3 separate regions of the Mus musculus genome follow, and regions 2 and 3 are each linked to region 1. Evidence: chromatin contacts called from public Hi-C and HiChIP or PLAC-seq data. All regions are on one chromosome and are shown on one strand. The core of a region is the stretch at or near the end of the contact, and the rest is flanking DNA. Distances in the headings are between cores, read along the strand shown. Region 1 has its middle 13 kb from the start of Gm22997. Region 2 overlaps Gm30258 (a long non-coding RNA gene). Region 3 has its middle 62 kb from the start of Gm30258.

Region 1 (3,546 bases), core at 311-2,810:
AAATGCCAGGTATGGTAGCTCACACCTATAATCCCGGTTGAGAAGCAGAAAGACACAGATATCACTGTAAGCTGTAGGCTAGCCTTGTCTACATAGCAAGATCCTACCTCAGAGAAAGAGAGGAGAGGGGGACCACTACAATCCAGAGGTAGAGCATTTGAATAATCTGTGTGCTACCATAGTTTCTCTCAACGGCCTGAAGTGGTGCGGCACATTTCGTGAGCACCCATACTGAACTCTTTGTTTAAAAAGATGTTTTTGGGATGGATTATCCCATAATCAGCCTCCAAACGCTGACACCACTGCATACACTAGAAAGATTTTGCTGAAAGGACCCTGATATAGCTGTGTCTTGTGAGGCTATGCGGGGCCTAGCAAACACAGAAGTGGATGCTCACAGTCAGCTATTGGATGAATCACAGGGCCCTCAATGGAGAGAAAGTACCCAAGGAGCTAAAGGGGTCTGCAACCCTATAGGTGGAACAACAATATGAACTATCCAGTACCCCCTGGAGCTCGTGTCTCTAGCTGCATATGTAGCAGAAGATGGCCTAGTCGGCCATCACTGGAAAGAGAGGCCCATTGGTCTTGCAAACTTTATCTGCCTCAGTACAGGGGAATGTCAGGGCCAAGAGGTGGGAGTGGGTGGGTAGGGGAGTGGGGGGGGGGTATGGGGGACTTTTGGGATAGCATTAGAAATGTAAATGAAGAAAATACCTAACAATAATAAAAAGATAGTTTTAAATACATATATTTAATTTTGTTCCACTGTGTGTTAGGTATATTAGAGCAAGTACTTAAAAGTCCCATGCCAACTCTGAGTTTCCAAGTTAGTTAAAGGAACATCATCCTATAGAAACAGTTACTTAAAATGAGAAAGAAAAGGTCAGCCTCCAAGTGTATAGGAATCAATGTCTTATGAAGTAGAGCCAACACCAAAGGACAATTTAACGGGGTGCCAGGTTGAACTCCTGGTGAGTACATGCAGTTTCCAGTTCTCTGCAGAGGAGCACAGACACCTGCAGCATTGCATAGACCTGTTCCGAGAATAACTGACTCAATCCTTAGAAGTAAGATCACCGTCTTTCTACTGAGTTGCAGAACTTTACTGTGTGGTATTCCTTCACAACTGAGAAACAAGCAACAGCATATTAAAAGCCAGTTGTGAGTGGCATTATGAGGAGTGAAAGACCAAGTTACAAGAGGTTGTCTATTGATAACCCAGATATCCAAAATATATTCTTATAAGAAAGACAAGCTACAGAAAGGAATAGAGTGAGAAAGTAAAGGTAAAGCTCACAGCATCAGCCCAATGAACTCTCATCTTTGTAGTTACAATTTTTAAAAAATTCGACAAGTTATTTTACAGTTTGGGGATCCTTATAAACTATTAACACTACATAAAACTCCTGGGTGGCGTTTCAACATTTGAAAAATGATGTATCTGGAATCCCGGACTACCAAACAAAGCAAAAGAAAAAGCATAAATTCAGGGATCGCCCTGGTTACTTGTGTGCCGCCACTAGAGGGCGCGTGGTACTCGCCTGTCAAAATACCTCACTGGTGTTACTGCGTTCTTGCTCCTTAAAAAAAAAGACTAGGAATCTCAGAATAAGTAAAGTCCCTTAGTTCATTTGGCGAAGTTAATCGCTGAGAAGCTGCAGCCTTCAGAAACAACTTGTGCCGTTTCTGCGGCCTTTAATCCCCTCTTCTAACATTGTCCTTGCTCAGACCTTGGGGCAGCATTGTCTTGCATCTCTGCCCCACCTCCCTCTTCTTCACTCCTACAAAAGGCTTTTCTGGGTTGTCTTAGTTTTTCCACAAGCTTCAAGCAATAAATAAGGCCCAGTCCTAGCATATACGGGTATAGCATGCTGAATGGAGTTAGTACGGAACAGTTGGGGCTGCTGGATTCTAGATCTGAGATATGGTTGCATAAAGGTAAAAGAAACAGTGTCTTTCAGCCCATTTTTACTGACAATCTAGTGTCCATTGACTTTGAAGCATGACAATTTGTGGGTCAGTACAACTGAAACATTCTTTTAGAGAGCTTCCACAAAATAGTTAAAGTAGCTTTGAATGTAAAATGGACAGGAAAGGTCAGAAAGGGTGCACAAATTTGAAGGGACTTTAAAGACTAAGCATTAGGGATAGACTTACGTAGGCTCTCATTGTCTTTAATCCATTGCCAAAGTCTATGTTCAAAACGCTTAGATCTTCTAATTTATAGAGAGTACATGGATGATTGATTGCTCATGTCTGCTGTGAGCACAGAATATGGTTCAGGCATCATTTCTTTTTCCTTTTGCATTAGCAAAACTAAATCCCACCCAAGGGAAATAACCTGGTCAAGGTCACTTAGCATAGGGAAGAGGGGGAGGGGGAGAATTTTCAGAGCACTATAACCTTGCGGCAGGTCAATGCCCTGTGAAACATAGAACCATATGTTTCCTGTTCTGAAGGCCACAACGACTCCCACATCAGACAATTGGAACACAGAACAATCTAGGACAACTGGAATGCCTTGAAAAAATTCTTCTTTTAAAAGTATTTCATGGTTTCTTTTCCTTTTCTATTTCTTCTTGGGAAATCATCACACGTTTTTAAAATATATATATATATATATATATATATATATATATATATATATATATATATATAAAATAAAGGATAGCAGTAGGATTTACATAGACAAATTGTGTTTCCTGTCCTAATTCCTCCAGCTGTGAAAAGACCCCCACCCTCCTCATTTCTTTGGTTTTTCTTTGAAGCATTCTTATATCTTCATATCTTCAGACATTGCATTTCCACTGATTTGGAGGTACCATAAGAAACGTGAAAATATAAAATTATATAAAAAATTGAATCATGCAGGTTGTAATGTGATTCTTCACTAAAAATTGTGTTTCAAAGGTTTCTAAAAATCCCAGTTTCTGCTAGAAAAAAAAAATGTTAAGGCAATTGCATGATGGAAAGTGACACCTCCCTGCCACTTCAGGAGGCAGTTGACAAGTGACCTACCATGTAAGCTGCCTGGGGCCTATGACACAGAGTGTTCCTCAGCTAAGGTAATGTACAAGTTGAAGCTAGAGTTGAACTGTTTATGACAAGGGAGGAGAGAAACCCAGCCTTGTGTCCTAGGCTCCCCTTCTTTATAGGTGTGGTTCTCTCATCTCTCAGTAGTTAGCAAGTAAAGGTGTTTTGTTTTGTTTTGTTTTGTTTTTTTGTTTTTTTTCCCCCCAAACGAAGTGACTTTATGAGCCTGCCCAGGACACTTTCCTCCATCCCTGTTAGAGAAACAGTGAGGCACAGCGCAGGTTCTGCTGCCATGAATTGCAATGATGGCCCCTGAAACCTCGGCTTCAACTCCACGTTGAAATGTTACCTTCTTCTAAGACTCTATGGGAGCGCCTTCCTCACCTAAGCCACCCCGGTTTCCCTCTTGCAGTGGGACCACTGCTCTGTCAACTTCTGTGCTTTGTAGCTTATTATCGTCCCTGTTCTCCTCGGCATGCTCAACTCTCCTTCATTCAGTCTTCAAAGGCT
Region 2 (3,546 bases), core at 571-3,070, 120 kb after region 1:
ACCCAAGATATAAGTTACAATTTGCAAAACATGTGAAACTGAAGAAGAACGAAGACCAAAGTGTGGACACTTTGCCCCTTCTTAGAATTGGGAAGAAAACACCCATGGAAGGAGTTACAGAGATAAAGTTTGGAGCTGAGACAAAAGGATGGACCATCTAGAGACTGCCATATCCAGGGATCCATCCCATAATCAGCCTCCAAACGCTGACACCATTGCATACACTAGGAAGATTTTGCTGAAAGGACCCTGATATAGCTGTCTCTTGTGAGACTATGCTGGGGCCTAGCAAACACAGAAGTGGATGCTCACAGTCAGCTAATGGATGGATCACAGGGCTCCCAATGGAGGAGCTAGAGAAAGTACCCAAGGAGCTAAAGGGATCTGCAACCCTATAGGTGGAACAACATTATTAACTAGCCAGTACCCCGGAGCTCTTGACTCTAGCTGCATATGTATCAAAGATGGCCTAGTCGGCCATCACTGGAAAGAGAGGCCCATTGGACATGCAAACTTTATATGCCCCAGTACAGGGGAACGCCAGGGCCAAAAAGTGGGAGAGGGTGGGGAAGGGAGTTGGGGGGGAGGGTATGGGGGACTTTTGGGATAGCATTGGAAATGTAAATGAGGAAAATACCTAATAAAAATATTTAAAAAAAGAAATTATGGATAAAGTTAGAATTCAAATATGTTCCCTAATATTTTCAGTCACCAATCTTCACCTTCTACATTTTCAATAGTTTCTGAGACCCATGCATGCAGGAGGTAAAAAGAATATGTACCAGTAAATCCTGAGGATCTGAAGAACGTCGCATGCTGAGTTCCTATTCCAGTGAGAATCTGAGACCCAGCATCACAAAGTACCCGTCTCTCTTGATGAAAGGCTACAAATGAATTATTTTTCTGCATGGAAGCTCATCCTTGTTTGTCTTCCTTAACTCGGATCCCTGCCTCCTTGCAATCACATGAGGTCCTGCCATGACGCCTTTGGCTTTCCTGAAATCATGTTTTATCATCACTTCTCTGACTTAGATACCTAAGTTTGGGTCACTGACTAAAAGTCGGGTCTTAGGGATAAAGCTTGGGATAACATGTTGTGTCTCATATGCTAGCTTCAGCTCTCCAAGTATTATGAATAGGAAATTTGTTCAGAATTCTGAATTTATGATTCTTTAAAAGTAAAGAAATATTCATGAGATCCTTCTGTGTTTATAGAGACATAAAGAAGAGAATGAGTTATCTTAGACATAGTATTAAGAAGTCAGACCAATTTTGAGCATACATTTACAATCAAGTTCCATAGTCCTAAAGTCCTCAAACATTCTAATTAAGCCGAATTGTCCTGGAATTTGGCTCTTGGTATTCTGACTAGATACAAGGCTGGCTATCTTTACAAGAAGCAGTAAAGAAAAATACAAGGCTGCAAAGAGTCAAGTAGAAAAGACAATAAAGTGTAATAAGAATTCATATGAGACACAGTGACTCGCTGGGTGGCCTGTCCCTAATAAATATCATTGGGAATTGGAGAACTGCCTAGGAGAGGGAAGTGAGGACCATGATAAATAACTGAATAAAGAACCAGGGGGAGAATGCTAAGTTCTTCTCCACATGGGACCCTGACTAGAAGGGATGCATTTAAGACTGGAATAAGGGACTGTTAGTGGTAATCAGTCCCTTCTTCCTGGTCTTCCTAAGGGGGTGGGGGGGGGAGTCTTCTGAAGCTCGACAACAGTGAGTTAAAGGCTACAGCAAGTCCCTTTTCACTGCAGTTTCAAACCCATTGTTAGCTTCCAATGAAAACCACAGGAAGAGGGAAGAAGGCATTCCACAGAAATGGCTCAGACTAAGCAGAATTCTGTTTTGTCTCCTGTTAAGTAGAAGAGACTTTCTTAGATGACAGAGCAAGGATTGCTGTCTTCCTTTTTTATATTTTATGAGGCTTATTGTTCTCAATATTACTGAAGAGTATGAGGAAAGAGAAATCATGATAGGGAAATGTTACTGTAAGACAGGAGAGATTAAAAGGTAAAGTTAGAAGCTGTCGAGAGAACACTGATATAAGGATACCCAAGGATGGAGAAATGGCAAAGACAGAAAAGAAATCTAGAAAAAAAAACAAGTTTACCAATTTCAAACTTTTTCCTGAGAATAAGTTTCACTGAGAAGTATTATCATTAATCTTTTCCTCCTGTTGGGTGGCCAGGTCCAACTTCTATATGATAGTTTTTGTTTCATCTTATTATATGTTATTTTTGTTGTGTTTGGTTGCTATCTCTTAGAAGACTATTTTTTTTTCTAATGAGAGACAGAAAAGGGGTAGATCTGGAAAGGGTGGGGTCTGGGGAGGAACTGAGAAAAGAATCTATCTTCAATAAAAGGGGAACTGGCATTATTAAAAAGAAACAAATCACAAATACAAAATCAGATTCAAATATAGCTCTAAGTTCACGGTAGGATTGAGGTTTAACTCAGTGGTACATAGCTTGTCTAACACACACAAGATCCTGAGTCCAATTTCTAGTATCACACATACACACACACACACACACACACACACACACACACACAAGAGCGATTTGATTCCAATCAAGAGGACTGTGTACCTCTTGTCACCTACCAAACAAAACTTGAATTCTCTTCCTGTGAAAAGGCAAGCTTCCTTAATAGAAGGAATTTAATTTTGCCAGAGAAATGTAAGTATACTTATAAATGTGTATTTTTATTATAAGTACAAAAATGGTGTATATTAAAATAGGGAAGAAAATGACAGTGTAGTTTTCTAATTGTAATATAATATCATTGCAGAATCCTGAGTCTGTGCTTCTATTTAGTCTTCATGACCACCATATAAATGACCCTCTACCATCATGTATTACAATTGCAAACTTGCTTCCCCCAAACACTTGACTATATGAAATAGTCAGGATCTCCCATTGAAAATAGACTCTATACAGCTCCAAAAATCTTCCTTTACTGGCTGGTACATTCAACTCTTTGCTGTCATTTTAATGAGAGATTCTCTGTAAAAAATTTTTTCCATGGATTCACTCAATTCTCAGTGATTGAAGACAAAATTCTCTCAAGGGCCATCTACCATATTTGCTTGTGAACTGCGGGCAACCTTAGCTTTGCATATTTATTGGATCTGTAAGTGGCTTAGGAGATGGGTTCGTAACCACTATGAAAAATTATAAAAAACAAGATGAGTGTGAGCAGCTAAGAGAACTGTGGAGGGGACTCAAGTGAGATGCCATTTCAGGTGGCAAATGTTGGGGAACTCTGTGCTATAAAATACGTAAGCCATTAAAGAACTGAAATAAAGATTAGCAAGACAGACAGAGCACTGTACCCAAACAGAAAGGAAATTTTTTCGGTGTAAGTGATGCTTCAACAGAAAGATAAAGAGTTAGAGAGACCAGGTTGTCTAAATAGTAACAACAGCTCAGGCCATAAGTCTAAGACAAAAATAAGCACACAAACAATAAATAAAGATGTTTGTCTGAAAACCTAGAGAATACAAATGTGGTTGGTGCACAGTGGACAAGG
Region 3 (3,546 bases), core at 321-2,820, 71 kb after region 1:
CTGGTTTAACTGCTGCCATTATTTCTTTATAGAGCCCTCAGTGGGCTTTCCTGACCACTGGGGAAATCAGGCCTTGGATCTCCAGGGAACTGGTCTTACCCTCTGATGTGTTGCTTTGCCCTGCCAAACAGGCTTGTCCACTGGCTCCAAGTCTCCAGCCTTCCACCTCCAAACACTCTGCATGGGTCAACTTTCCATGGCCAGACTATTAACAAGGAAAGCAGTCCTACTGTTTCCTTTAATGAGCAGCTTTTATAGGGTGCCAAATGCCCTTAAAGGAGCCAAAAGCCCAGGTTAAATCTCCCGGGCTTCAGAAACCTCAGCCTAACCCAGAAACAGCAGAAGACAGAGATCCAGGTCTATGCAATTAGTCTCCAGGGAATTAGCTTAATCCACTCCATCAGGGAAGGCATGGAGTACTGGGAGCTGCCATTCATGTTGACCCCAGGCTATGTTCTTTCCTAGCAAAAACAATCCCACTCTGCATGGCAGCAGCTCTAGACTTTGGGCAGGCCACTTGTACCCTTTGTTCTCTATGTAAGACAGTGTCTTTTAAGTGGGAAAACTTTAGGGGCAAAAGAAAGAAAGGAAGAAAGAAAGAAAAAAGAAAGAAGGAAGGAAGGAAGGAAGGAAGGAAAGAAAGAAAGAAAGAAAGAAAGAAAGAAAGAAAGAAAGAAAGAAAGAAAGAAAGAAAGAAAGAAAGAAAGAAAGAAGCAAGATTTTGCTGAAAGGACCCAGATATAGCTGTCTCTTGTGAGACTATGCCGAGCCTAGCAAACACAGAAGTGGATGCTCACAGTCAGCTATTGGATGGATCACAGGGCCCCCAATGGAGGAGCTAGAGAAAGTAACCAAGGAGCTAAAGGGATCTGCAACCCTATAGGTGGAACAACATTATCAACAAACCAGTACCCCGGAGCTCTTGACTCTAGCTGCATATGTATCAAAAGATGGCCTAGTTGGCCATCACTGGAAAGAGAGGCCCATTGGACTTGCAAACTTTATATGCTCCAGTACAGGGGAACACCAGGGCCAAAAATTGGGGGTGGGTGGGTGGGAGGGTGTGGGGAACTTTTGGGATAGCATTGGAAATGTAAATGAGGAAAATACCTAATTAAAAAAATGAGAAGAAAGAAAGAAAGAAAGAAAGAAAGAAAGAAAGAAAGAAAGAAAGAAAGAAAGAAAGAAAGAAAGAAAGAAAGAAAGAAAGAAAGGGAGAAAGAAGAAAAATGAAGGAAGCAAGCAGGGAGGGAGGGAGGGAAGGAAGGAAGGAAGGGAGGGAGGGAGGGAGAAGAAGCAGAGTCTGAAAGTAGAGAAAGCATAATGACTCTAGTTATGACTCAATTCGAAAGGTAGGGACTTTGAGAAGCCACAGAAGACAGAAAGTGCAAGTGACCAGGGGTAGAGATAGCCTGAGGCTAGGAAAAGCTCAGGGCAAAGTGCTGGGGCTAAGGAGTCTGGGACCACTGGGACCTGGTGTTTACATGGAGGTCCTGTGCTCTTTGGCTCTGGCTCTGGCTCCCAGCTTTTACTGAGATCTTGTTCTGGCCTCTCCTCAATCCTTGTGACCTCCACTGAATGAATGCAGATGGGCCATGGAGACTGCAGAGTTGGGTGAGGGCGGTCAACACCCCATTATGTAATCCTGCATTTCTAGGAAAGCTCTACACTTTTTCTTGAAATCCCCAGAACAAATGCCTTTCCTAAGGGCATTTTCCTGCCTGGCTGGCTGACAGGCCATTTTGATAAATTCTTATGGGAAGGTACAATAGTCTGTATTTGTTCCTTACCAGGAAGCTTTTGGCTAGAGAGTGATCCTATGATCTTTGGGGCAGTTTAGAATGACATGTCTCTGCCCAGTGCCAGAGACACAGCTCGGATCTTTCTCTTTTGACCAGTAATCAAAGTCCTGTTGTTTCTGGCCCTGGTTTTATAAGGAAAAAGTCTCCTTAGTGACCATCAAACTTTCTAGTACCTGACTAGCTATATTTACACATCTCAATTTTTCAGTATATCCTACAGTGTGTATATATGTGGAAGTATGTGAAGATATAAGCATGGAGGGGGCAAGTTTCAAGTGTTGAGATAGTTAGGGTTTGAAAACCAGGTGACAGTGTGTAACTCTTATGAATTGACCAAACCTCCCAGTGATTTCCATACTTTAAGTGGAAATAGAATTGAATTGTCAGGTCTCTCTTAATTTTTCCTATAATGTGAATATTAAGATATTAACAAAAAGCAGTAAAAGGTATAAACTTCAGATTCTAGAACAACTTGATTGGTGATGAAATGTTAAGCTTTCATTGCCTAATATAAAATGAAATTGGTAGAAACAAATATTCTTAGTGTCTTAGAAAAAACACACACACAAACAGCAAAAGTTACTCAGCGAAGCAATTTCATGTTGCATAAAAAGGTGTGTCAAGATCCAAACCAGACAGCGCAAGCACAGCAGAGCAACAATTTTGCTTGGCCTTTCATGTAGTACACTGGTAACTGTTCTTTTCCCATTCGTTGGGACCCAATCTTACAATCTTTTCATGCTGGCTGCTCTTAGAAGAATCTGTGCAAAGGAAATGAAGGAAAGGGAACAGAGGTCAGCCACTCCAGGCCATCACATTCCTGGAATGCAGAGAGACCTGTGCATAAGCAAGTTTTACCACATTGGGGACAGTAAAAAAAAATTCATAAAGGTTTTACAAGGTAGGGAAGACTTATGAAGTTTTAGGCTTTGGTGGACTAGTTATCTTTAATAGGAAAAATGAAAAAAATTTCTCGCACAAATAAATAAAATAGTTTGAGACATGGATTCATTAATTAGTCCAGACTGGCCTCAAATTCAAGACCTTCCTGCTTCATATTCCCCCAATGCTGGGATTACAGGAAGCCTCTGGTATTTTAATGGTCATTCTTTATAAAGCATTATATTATACACCAGTCATGCTAAATGACTAAATAATTAAATGTCTCCTCATTTGAGCCTACAAGGTGCTAAAACCAGAACAGAAGCCTGGAGTTTCTCTTTTATTCTGCAGCTTTCTCCTCTGCAAAAGCATGTTAATCACTCAGTATATCCAAGAAACGGTGATCACTATCTGTTGTATAAGTTTTTCCTATGGAGACATGAACAAATATCTATTCACTCCCAGAGGAGACACCAACAAAACCCAGAGAACAACCTCATCTAAGTCTACCTTGGACAGCCAGTGATTAACTGGGGTTACTTCCAGGAGCATGCGTATCTTATACGCATCTCGACCACTGAAATGGTCCACTGAAATGAAGCCTCCCTTTGGGAACATTGAAAGCATATATCCTCTAAGAGGACTGAGGGTCTCCTGTGTCTTGTGAACTTACTCACAACCCCTTCTTCCCATCAATGAAGGAATACTAACAAGTCTGATCTTGTGAGTATCTCCTGCAAGCAGTCAGTGCTGCTCTGATTTCAAGATAACAGCTGAGTACTGACTAGAGGACAAAGGTCACAACACTAACTTATCTCACACCCCTTCCAGGCTGACAGCACAAAGGCTCATTGTCCAAGAC

Evidence for each region. HiChIP or PLAC-seq counts read pairs in DNA pulled down with a chosen protein or histone mark. A called contact is a pair of places that touch in the nucleus more often than the background predicts.
Region 2: a contact with region 1 is called in a CTCF HiChIP or PLAC-seq map of the NIH/3T3 cell line, with 11 read pairs. The contact joins two enhancer-like sites. A contact is called at or near these places in 6 of 39 promoter capture datasets (the HPC-7 cell line, frontonasal cranial neural crest, liver and 2 more), 1 of 15 datasets of contacts at CTCF or cohesin (the NIH/3T3 cell line), 4 of 484 Hi-C or Micro-C datasets (the 3T3-L1 cell line, embryonic fibroblasts, embryonic stem cells and 1 more), 4 of 115 datasets of contacts at active chromatin or transcription factors (the HL-1 cell line, extraembryonic endoderm stem cells, pancreatic cancer cells and 1 more) and 1 of 9 other capture datasets (embryonic stem cells).
Region 3: a Hi-C map of the 3T3-L1 cell line shows a contact between it and region 1, with 3 times the contacts expected there. The contact joins two enhancer-like sites. A contact is called at or near these places in 4 of 484 Hi-C or Micro-C datasets (the 3T3-L1 cell line, 3T3-L1-derived adipocytes, the HPC-7 cell line and 1 more).

The regions. Positions count from the first base shown.
Region 1 is chr2:110,203,160-110,206,705 of GRCm38.p6, reverse strand. No RefSeq gene overlaps it. Among named protein-coding and RNA genes, the nearest start is that of Gm22997, 13 kb to the left of the region's middle. Within about 2 kb of position 1,560, at least 20 of the 459 cell types and tissues checked have an H3K27ac peak or open chromatin away from gene starts, as enhancers often do. A contact at or near this core is called in the NIH/3T3 cell line, where this site is marked.
Region 2 is chr2:110,086,560-110,090,105 of GRCm38.p6, reverse strand. It overlaps Gm30258 (a long non-coding RNA gene), which reads right to left. Exons shown (of 3, transcript XR_001783432.2): 3 at 661-3,546. It also overlaps a transcript of Ccdc34 not described here. Among named protein-coding and RNA genes, the nearest start is that of Gm30258, 17 kb to the right of the region's middle. Within about 2 kb of position 1,820, at least 10 of the 459 cell types and tissues checked have an H3K27ac peak or open chromatin away from gene starts, as enhancers often do. A contact at or near this core is called in the NIH/3T3 cell line, where this site is marked.
Region 3 is chr2:110,131,740-110,135,285 of GRCm38.p6, reverse strand. It overlaps a transcript of Ccdc34 not described here. Among named protein-coding and RNA genes, the nearest start is that of Gm30258, 62 kb to the right of the region's middle. Within about 2 kb of position 1,570, at least 10 of the 459 cell types and tissues checked have an H3K27ac peak or open chromatin away from gene starts, as enhancers often do.